2 separate regions of the Mus musculus genome follow, and region 1 is linked to region 2. A link is a contact called in public Hi-C data. All regions are on one chromosome and are shown on one strand. Each heading gives the region's core, a stretch centred on a gene start, on an enhancer-like site or on the middle of the called end of the contact. The rest is flanking DNA. Distances are from core to core; before and after follow the strand shown. Region 1 has its middle 38 kb from the start of Gm33819. Region 2 holds the start of A930001A20Rik (RIKEN cDNA A930001A20 gene).

Region 1 (5,408 bases), core at 1,366-3,865, 220 kb after region 2:
AACCTCTCCTCCCCACCTCCCCCCTGCCCCCAGCCTCCAGTAACCGGCTTCCCCTCAGTTTCCCTTGGCAATGCTCTGGCTGTTTGCTTTCTTATTAATGCAACATTTTCTCATACATAAATTTCATCTGTCATCGCTATTTTGTTTTAATGCTTAGTGATGACACTGCAGTAAGGTGGTTGTGGTTGGACTGAAACTACTACCATGGGCGTCTTACCAGCCCACCAGGAAATTGTCTTCATAAAAGACATTTTTTAGCACAGCCTGGAAGTTCTCAGTCACAGACAGTGACTCCTGGGATGTTTCTTTGCATTTATAGATTAAGTGTATTTCTTGAAGAGTTAAGACTAGAAAACAAACAAACAAACAAACAAACAAACAAACAAAACTAAAAATGACCTGAAAGAACATCCAAAGACTCTCCTTTCCTTTCAGCTGTGATGTCATGGTATCTGACACTAAACTACTCTCAATTACGAAACTTTAGATAAAAGTAAACAAACAAAAACTGGAAAACTGTTTCAAAGTAGTCAGTCATATCTATTCCTCATTGCCTTGGACATGAAGTCTTCTAATTTGATATCAAGAAAGCAATTAAGCTTCATGTAGTCTTTATATTTCTAATTAAGAATGTGTTCCTTTTAAGAATAAAACTTTTCATGGAAATGAGTTAGGATCATAGCATTTATTAATGTGTCTTAAACATTTATAGGGAATATGCACTATGTCCTGTACCATAATTCAGCATAATTTGGGGTTAGGCTGTTTCTTGTCCTATTTCTTGATGTAATGAGAGCAACAATTACCCAAATAGTGAGAGGTTCTAGCAGATCTCTGAAGCTGCTGAACATAAAATGGTAGTGACTATATACATTGGGCAACTTCAGAGAAATAGATGGCCTGTTTATTTATACTCACTAGCCTTTATACCCCACCCTTAGTCTGTATCACTTAGATGGCCACTTCTTAAAAGCTCCCGAGAGAGAGAGAGAGAGAGAGAGAGAGAGAGAGAGAGAGAGAGAGAGAGAGAGAGAGAGAGAGAGAGAGAGATTTTGGCCTGTCTTGCATAATACCTACTATAGTTGTCACCAAGGTTCTCTGCATAGTTTTGCCCTTCTTATACCCTTGGCAAAGACAGTATTTCCAGACCCTATTGCTAGTAAAGACAGAGCCTCAGCCTACGTCTTTAACACCAAATAAGGCACTGTGCCATAGACTTAATGTTCTTCTTATTTTATTTGGGTTTCACAGAGTGAGGCTTGCAAAGAGTCTTGAGGCATACAAATTTATTTTGTAGGAGAAATTCAGGTTCTCAAATTACTGATTTTTCAAATTTTATTTTCATGGAATTTCCAGGAATTGTTTAGTTTTATGGACTGAACTTTTATTTTTGTTTCTTTTCTTCTCTCTGTCTCTCTGTCTCTGTTTCTATCTCTCTCTTTCTCCTTCTCTGCTTTGTTTTAATTTCTATAGATGCACATACCTTTGTTCTTTTATTCATTAATAAACCAATATGAATTACATTAGTATTCTGTTCATTTCATCCTTTATCATTTTTATATAATATCCTTTTCTGCTTTGGAATTCTATCTGGGATATCACAATCCATTTAGATATTATGTCTTTATGGATTTCTCTAGGACATGACAGTTTCTTAGTCACTCTTTGGTTTTGTCAATGTGATGGTTTTGAATTTTATTGGTTCATAGAACTTCTCTGAATTTTCGAATATCTTGAGATTAGTTAATCAGATGATAGCCAGAAGGTAGTAAGTGACAATTTAAAACTATATGATTACTACAGATTAGTTGAAGGAAATTAGGAAGAATTAACTATTTGCAGATTTTAGGGGGTAGAGAAAACGAGTAACAATTAGAGGGTGCAGGGGTTGGTTATTAATACTTGATCTTTGGTGTTGTTTTAAAAATCCAATTATGAATGATAGAGTTTCTGATTTAAAAAAAAAGCTTTCTGAGACTTTATTGCTCAAATTGTCTCTGATTTGGATAGGTAGCCATCAGTTTTTACTCTAAAAAAAGGAAAGACAAAACGAGCAAGGCCGTCTTCATCAGTGAGCAAGTGCCGTGACCGCTTTCAACTGAATTGCAGTTCCCACTGCTGTCATTTCTTCTTGGACGCACTCATGAACAGATTGCTTTTGCATAACTGCCTCGCCATCTGGTGGCAACATGTGGAAACGAGAAGGATCAGTCTGGAGATGTGAGCTGAGCAAGCTCTTTCCCTTGAAGAGGATACTTGATGAGATATACCACTTTTCTAAAACATTATACCATCATAATTTTACACCTTTATTGACCAACCATGTTTACCAAATTGACTCTCTATGTCAAGGGGAAGGCCAGTTTCTGAATCTCATATTCTAGCTGAAAATGACTTTGGTAAAATTTTCTAAGATTTCTAATCTGGCTTCCTGTGACACTCTCTTATTTATTTATTTTCAGAAACCACAAATTACAAGTCCTTGACAAATAATCATAAAATAAGTATTAGGCATATTGATTATTATGAAACATGTGTGAAATGTGTAACCCTCATAGTCCATCAAGCCAATGAAAAGGAGCAGAAATTGTTTCAATATTAGCTTAGGCCTACCACTAACTATGGTTGTCTGTTCCAAGTAGAATTTGTACCCTCCTTTGGTTTGTCTCAGAGATAGCATGGGCATGGATCAGCTACCATGATAGTGATTCAGCTACCATGTATAGCACGTCCTGGGGAGACAGGGACACAAAGCAGGTGCTGGAAGATGTAATTTTTGCTGGCTTCACTTTTGATTTTGAAATGTCTGTTGGCTCATTCTTGCATCAATCACAGAACTATTGTTTATAGTCTTCTGCTTACCAGACATGTTCCAGTTCACTGCTCCTTCTCTGGACCCTGAAAAACAGAGAGTGATACAAAAATATGTTGGAATTAATTTTGTGTTTCTGGATTCTTGAGAAACATACATCCATCATTCTTAGAAGCAATACACATTGAGCAAGTCTTTTCAAGAAAGAAGAGTAGATTTGATGGATGGAAGGAGAGATTACTTAAATTCCAGTGTCCTGAGGGATGCCACACATGTTTCAGGGGAGCATGTAGTTGTATAACTCCTGACTACTGGATATGGGAATTCTTATGCCTTCTAACCACTGTATTTTGCCTTACCCTGGAGTTAGAGTTGGTAAACATTTCCTAAACCACAGACTCATTGATTGAGACTATTCTCAACTACATGTTAAATAAGATTTTTGCTCTTTAATTTATCGAAGAATGTTATTGAACGTCTGCTTCATAACCTCAGATAAGTAGGTCACTGGTAATGGTAATAACTTGATGACTGTCTTGTAGGTGTTTGCATTGTGTCAAACATGGCCTGCCATTCAAATGTACACTCAACAAATATTTTTAATGCTGTTTTGCACTAAATATATGTAGGTGTGTGACCTGTGGAGATCCAGCAAAAAGGCATAAACGTTCCTGCTCTCTGGAAACTTACAGTCTGGTGAAGAGAAGCAGACACACAAATGCACAAAACAAATGAGTAAAAAGAATTAGCCAGCACTGAAGGCTACTTTGGGCCATTTGGTCAGAAGCTAGCTCTGTCTGAACAATGAGAATCCTGTTAGATGTATATGTCACATGTATGTGAGTCCAGTTAAGGATCCAGCTAGGGCAGATGGAGGAAAACAAGCTTGTAATATGTTAGAGATAGCAATTCTTCAAATGAAGGTTTTTATTGTTCTTGGATCCATCCTCGCCAAGAAGAGACAGTTTTCAGCTAGCAATCTGACAACCCAGATCAACCCAGCTGTGTTCTGTACACCATCACATGGATTCACAATAACTTCTTGCTCAACATAATCCTGTACCCAGAGAGTAGCTTGAAAGAAGCCTGTGTGACCTTTGAGCATCTGTTGGGAATGTTAGCATAGTTTGCTTGTTGTACCAGACACTGCACACAAAGTTCTTTTGGTTTCATTTTCACAAGGAGTAAGTAGTATTTTTATTTTATAGACATGTGAGCTGTGCAACATGCCTCATAAACAGCTCAGATTTCACACTCAGATTTCTTTTGAACATCAAAGGAAAGAGAAACAGAAGAGCCATGGCCAGTGATACTCTGTTTAGAAGCAATCTTAACCTAGGGAGCCACTGAGGAGTCTTAGTATTCAGTAGGAACTATAGCCATGTGTCTGTGTCCAGCATGTACCTGCCTTCCCATACTCACCAACCTGCAGTAGTTGATACCTTCTCATTTCTGAAAGATGATATTTCTACAAAAATCACTCTTAATATAGGTGTGGCTCTGAAGGGGATATTCATTTAGCCTTAAAAAGTTAAGCCTCAGAAATTAAGAAAAAGATATATACGTATATATGTTTTTAAACTATGTAAAACAAGAAATGACCAATTTATGTTTTTTTGTTGTAAAAAAAAGCATTAAAAAAGAATGAAGTTATCTGCCAAGAAATTTGTCATTCATATGAAGTAAAAATAGTATAAGGTTATTCTTGTTGGAGTAAGTAGTTATGTATAATATAAATTTCCATTTTGAGAATGAAACTAAAAAAGAAATTCAGATTATCCCAGAACTGGGGAGATGGCTCAATAGTAAAGAAAAGGGTTTACTGCCCAAGCAAGTGGAGGGTTCTCCGGCACCTACCTAAATGCCAGGAGGGCATGGAGGCTTTGCTGTAATTCCACCACTCCTTCAGCAGAGACAAGGGTCACTGAAGCAAGCTGACTAACAAGAGTAACTGCAATAGCAAGGTCTGGGGTCACTGCGAGATACTGGTCAATTAACAATATAGCAGTGAGCAAGAAGACTTCTGTTACCTCCACATGCATGTGCAGAGGTTTGCACACTCAACCAGACACATAGATTCACACACGGACAGACATGTATACATATCACAGACACACACAAAAACACAAACAAAAAATAAACAGTTCAAGTGTATCAAATGAATCACTATGTGATGATCTTCATGCAGATCATTATTAATGTAGAACAAGGCATGTAATTAAACTTTGTTAAATTTTTCAAAACAAACCTGTGTTTTGAATACACTCATATTTGAAATATAAAGTGCTTTTCAGACAAAAGACAGCTCCTTTGAGCAAATGCAGTATACAGATGGTATAGGAGATTAATAGAAAATTTAAAAGGAAAAAAAAAAAAAACCAGAGACTAGAACAGGGTACATTCTGTTTATCTGCGCATTCACAGTGACAAGCATTTGTAAATGAACCTTCCTTTGATGCTGGCCCCATGGTAAGCTCACAGAGAGCTCCAAGGCTGTGCTTCATCATGAGTCTTCAGATGGAAGCTTGTCAATAACAATATGCAGTGATTCGCAGCAGGACTGAATCCTACCTGACCACTCAAGCAGAGGACCCTG
Region 2 (5,416 bases), core at 330-2,829:
TTGTAAGTCAGGGACCTCACAGGAGCTCAGACTAGTCACTCCAGGCCTTGGGAGAATGTCAAGCTGATAAATCACTCAAGGGGTCTAAGGCTTTAGTAAAGTAAGAGGAGTAAGCGCCAGGGACCAGCCGTATGACAACACACCTGTAATTAGCAATGCTGGGCTGTACTTTAAAACCTTTCCGAAAGGGGAGATCTCACATTAAATGCTGTTCCACAATATGAAAAATAATAACACTCTGGTAATGGAAACAAGGGTGCGTGTGCAGTGAACAAGGAAGTAGCTTGCGAGAATGCCACAGAACAAAAGGCTGGCTAGCATCCAGAGTTTCATGTAAAGTTTTCTATCTGCTATTCTAAAGCAGAAGGCTTAGGTTGATGAAGCCGTCATATTTTCTCAATAGTTTAAAATGAGTTATTCCCTTCAGAGTCACACCTTCCTTCACTTCCCTAGTGCTGTATTAAAGTGTTGTCCTCTCATTGCCGATATCTTTGCTGCCAGGGACTGTCTCACGTTGTGCTGCTGAACTGTCAACAGAACATGGGTAAATGGAAACAGTATTCATTTGTTAGCATTCCTTCTAGGCTTCTCCCAGTTACCTGGCTATTGCCAGGTATGCCTGACTCGCTATAAAAGGAGCTGTTTGCCCCTTCTCACTCTCTTACTCTCTTATTCTCTGTCCCTTCTCTCCCCATTCTTCTCCCCCTCTCTTTCATGGCCTGCTTCTACTCCTCCACTCTGTCTCTGTCTGTCTCTGTCTCCCTGTCTCCCTGTCTCCCTGTCTCCCTGTCTCTCTCTCTCTCTCTCTCTCTCTCTCTCTCTCTCTCTCTCTCTCTCTCTCTCTCTCTCTCTCTCTCTCTCTCTGCCTCTACTCCATCAACTCTCCGCCCCATGCCCTAAAGAAACTATTCCGCCGGACGTGGTGGCACACGCCTTTAACCCCAGCACTCGGGAGGCAGAGCCAGGCGGATTTCTGAGTTCGAGGCCAGCCTGGTCTACAAAGTGAGTTGAGGACAGTCAGGGCTACACAGAGAAACCTTGTCTCAAAAAAAAAAAAAAAAGAATCTCTATTCCATACTATATCCGTTTTATGGATGGTACCTCAGGGGGAAGGAATACCTCAGCGTGGGCCCTCAGAGGCACCCCATTTCCCCTGCACCTGATACTGCGCCTCTACCAAACATATCCTGGTTGTTTTTTTTTTTTTTTTCTTTCTTCCTTTTTATAAAATACAACATCCCACTAGCAAAGATAGTGATGAGAACTGTATTATAAACGCATACCAATTAAAGTGTGGCATACTGTTTAAATTAAAATTGCAGTAGCAAAGTGGCTCTCATTTTAAAACCACATCATTATAGGCTCAGAGAAAACCAAAACCTTCTACTATTTTCCAGACAAATATAAAACGTTTATTACAATTCATTACTTAGACTTCTTTTATAATGCTGCCCACATGTGGAAGTCTATTGTAGACTTCAAAACAAGTTGACCCTTGGCTACTTTGTGGATCATGTAGCTAAGCTGCTAGAACAAATGCAATCAGACACCTGGAAAGAGCAGAAGAACTCTGTCAGATGGCAAATTCCAATAAGAGGTTAGAATTAGTTACCTGCAGAAGATTTGCAGAAAGAAAAGGCATCCTGCAGTAAGAGGACTTGTTCTCCGCCTGCTTCTGCTCAGGTGCACGTGCTGTGGGGGCGCTGCTGAAGGAAGGACATTAACAGGTAAATGATTGGGGTTCTGAAATAATTTTACCCCATATAGGCAATGGACTTCACAGTTTTATGTTTAAAGATATTGGCATTGCTTATGTTAAATATTTATTATAAATATGGATCTATAAACATAAAATGTAACCATGCACACACAAGCTTACATGTATCTACATTCAATTTGATGATTTCTAGCAAACACTGAAAGTGTCTTCAATATATTCAATAAACAGGACACATTAAGCAGCTTTGGTGGGTGTTTGTGAAAAGATAGCTGTTATGATTGCTAACCTATGGTTATTGCTTAAAAATACCATAAAACCTTCAAGAGATCAAAGGAAAAATTTAAGTTTTCAGGGCATTTTTATAAGGCACTATTATTTCTCAGACATAGGGGTTTATTCAAGATACAAACAGGCTTGGTTTGGCTGACTGAAACATGTGCCGTGGTCCTTGTAGTTCCTTGTTTACCTCCTATCTAGGCTTTCAAAAGAGTTCCTTGATTTGGTCAACATTGGCACAGTGTAAAAGGTCACTCTGATACAGCAGAGATTTCATTACTGCCTAAGCTTGTAGTCATGAAATGCGATTCCACCCCACAGGGTTTCAGATGGACACATTTTCTATACATTTCATCTCACTTCAGCATATTTACAAATATTAAACATAATTACAATTATGTGGTTGTCCTGAGGTATGATTACAGCTCAGAGGATCATTGGTTTGGCTGTTTTCTGCTGTGTTTTATTTTATTTACATTTCATGGTCATAAGCTTTATTCTCTAGTAAGGTTTATTCAACCCCCACTCATGACATCCTCCAAGGCAGAAATAATTTCAAAGATTTTTATCCACTTACTTGCTTACTTCAGAAAACAAATCTGATTGTGTAAGATTTCACCATTTCTAAATTAGTGTGGTTGTGGTCAACAGGAATCCCTGCATTCAGAAAGTTGAGACAGGAGGATAGATAGTTGAAGACCAGCTACCACCAAATGAGAACCTGTCTCAAAAAGAAATTTCAGTTCTCTTTTAAGGAAAGGTTCAGTCCCAAGTTTAGCAGCTGGGAAAGAGGGAGAGCAAGGAGGGAGCTGATTTGCTCTGGGTCCTGGGATCAAAGTTGTGGTAAAAGAAAAAGATACTGAAAAAAGGAAGGCAAAAAAGAGAGAAAATAGAATGAAATGGAAAGTAAAATGTAATATTTATATTTTAAAATAAAAAAAGGCACGTTGGAAATAATACACACACACACACACACACACACACACAGAGAGAGAGAGAGAGAGAGAGAGAGAGAGAGAGAGAGAGAGAGAGAGAGAGAGATTGATTTAAGCTCATGGATGTTTTCTTAGATGCCATGCATTGCATGTATTGAAATGGTATTCTTCCCTCTAAATACGGCTGAACTAGCTTAGTGTTGCTTCTTGAGGCAACACCTCTCTTTGCTTGATGTTTCATAGGAGTGTATCATTGCAACCTCTATGCTATTCACCTGCTATTGTCAATATTTAAGTCAGTGAGGGCTTGTTTTGAGAGGAAAGATCATAGTCATTGAACCTAAATTTCGTGACTAAATTGATCAATAATGTAAAGCAGTAGAGAGATTTATAAGAAATCTGGGCTTTTATCATTGACTCCTTTAAACAAACAAGATTACTCTAGTAAGACTTCAGACTTGCTGTCCATTGTTAATAAGCATTTGAGTATCTGTGTGTGCCCATTTGTGCATTTGCAGGAATTAGATCTGAACATTGAGATCTAATAGATTGCCCTGGGTGTGGGTTGAATGATATATTCAGGCACGAGTGGCTATATGTGTACATTAGCTTCTGACAGTCTAGAATTCATGCAAGATGGAGAGCCTTCTGTTCCCCCTCATTCAGCTACAAACCATTAAAGAGAGAGGCTTATTCTCATCTCATCAACTCTATCCATTTCAGAGTCCAGACTAAACTGATACTGAATATTTTACATTAAAGAGGAAATTTTTTCTGAGCTCAGGCATTGAAAACACATTCCTTTTTTTTGGGGGGGGTGCAGTAAATTTTATTTATGATACGCAAGAGAGTAGGGATGGCTCCCTAGGCCCATCTTGTTATTATGGGGGTCTGGGATGGAAATTGTGAGGAAGATGCTCAGTCTTGGGGGACAAGTTGGGGCAGGGACTCCTCAGCAACGGAGGGCCTCTCTCTTGCTCTCAGTGTCCTTTCTGGCATGTGCAGTCCAGGGTTTCTTATTCCTTGGAGGACATGTAGGCCCTGTTGCTATAGCCATATTCATTGTCATATCAGGAAATGAGCTTTACAAAGTTGTCATTGAGAGCAATGCCAGACCCAGCATCAAAGGTGGAAGAGTGGGAGTTTCAGTTGAAGTCTCAGGAGACAACCTGGTCCTCAGTGTAAACCAGTATGCCCTTCAGTGAACCCTCAGATGCCTGCTTCACCACGTTCTTGATATTATCAGACTTCTCAGGTTACTCCAGGAGGCATGTCAGTTCCACAACAGATACACTGGGGGTAGGAACATGGAAGACCATGCCAGTGAGCTTCCTGTTCAGCTCTGGGATAACCTTGCTCACAGCTTTGGCAGCACCAGTGAATGCAGGGATGACATCCTGGACAGTCCCATGACACAGCTTTCCAGAGGGGCCATCCACAGTCTTCTGAGTGGCAGTGATGGCATGGGTCATGGCCATAAGCCCTTCCAGAATGTCAAAGTTGTCATGGATGACCTTAGCCACAGGTGGGGGTGGGGGTGGGGGCTAAGCAGTTGGTGGTGCAGGATGCATTGCTGACAATCTTGAATGAGTTGTCATATTCCTCATGGTTCACACCTATCACAAACATGGGGGCATTGGCAGAAAGGGCAGAGATAATGACCCTTTTGCCCCCCCCTTCAAGTGGGCCCTGGACTTCTCCATGGTGAAGTCCATGACATACTCAGCACCAGCATCACCCCATTTGATGTTAGCGGAATTTTGCGCCTGGAAGATGGTGATGGGCTTCCCATTGATGACAAGCTTCCCATTCTCAGCCTTGACTGTACCATTGAACTTGCCATGGGTGGAGTCATACTGGAACATGTAGACCATGTAGTTGAGGTCAATGAACGGGTCATTGATGCTAACAATCTCCACTTTGCCAAGTACAGAGCAGAAGGCAGTCCTGGTAATCAGGCTCCCAATATGGCCAAATCCATTCTCACCGACCTTCACCATTTTGTCTACTGGACGAGGCTGGCACTGCACAAGAAGATGCAGCTGTCTCTGGAACAAGGTGGAGCAGAGGGCCTAAAAACACATTTCTAAGGGCAGACTTGAGTATCCTTCCTTAAGGTAAAAGTATACTGTTATCTGTATAAATGCCTCTCTTCTGTACAATAGAACATATTTCTCTGTCTTTGAAGTCTGCTAGCAAATGCCACTGTGAATATTTTAGCTATGAAGTTGTCAAAGAAAAGGCAAATAGAACCTTTAAAAACACAATACATTTTAGGAGTACAGAAACCTGAAATCAGTACACCATGTAGTCCAGGTTTGCTTATGAGTAAACACTAACATGGCCACTTTATACACGTCACACTTGTGTGGGGCTCCCAAGGCTAGGGGATTGGCAAGTGTGCAAGGTTCATAGGGTTGATGTGGTTAATAGTAGACTCAGCTTTTCCTTTTTAGATTCTACTGGGCATTATATTATTAAATTT

The links. Hi-C and Micro-C count contacts between places; a contact is called where the count stands out from the background.
Region 1: a contact with region 2 is called in a Hi-C map of liver, with 2.7 times the contacts expected there. The contact joins the enhancer-like site here to the promoter of A930001A20Rik in region 2. A contact is called at or near these places in 1 of 39 promoter capture datasets (the C10 cell line), 3 of 15 datasets of contacts at CTCF or cohesin (CD8 T cells, large pre-B cells and pro-B cells), 7 of 484 Hi-C or Micro-C datasets (the HPC-7 cell line, bone marrow-derived dendritic cells, embryonic stem cells and 3 more) and 2 of 115 datasets of contacts at active chromatin or transcription factors (CD8 T cells and embryonic stem cells).

Annotation. Positions count from the first base shown.
Region 1 is chr3:15,192,391-15,197,798 of GRCm38.p6, forward strand. No RefSeq gene overlaps it. Among named protein-coding and RNA genes, the nearest start is that of Gm33819, 38 kb to the left of the region's middle. Within about 2 kb of position 2,616, at least 23 of the 459 cell types and tissues checked have an H3K27ac peak or open chromatin away from gene starts, as enhancers often do. A contact at or near this core is called in CD8 T cells, liver, pre-B cells and 1 more, where this site is marked.
Region 2 is chr3:14,969,622-14,975,037 of GRCm38.p6, forward strand. A930001A20Rik (RIKEN cDNA A930001A20 gene) reads left to right here and starts at 1,580. Exons shown (of 4, transcript NR_040550.1): 1 at 1,580-1,727; 2 at 4,865-5,048. It also overlaps the pseudogene Gm7132.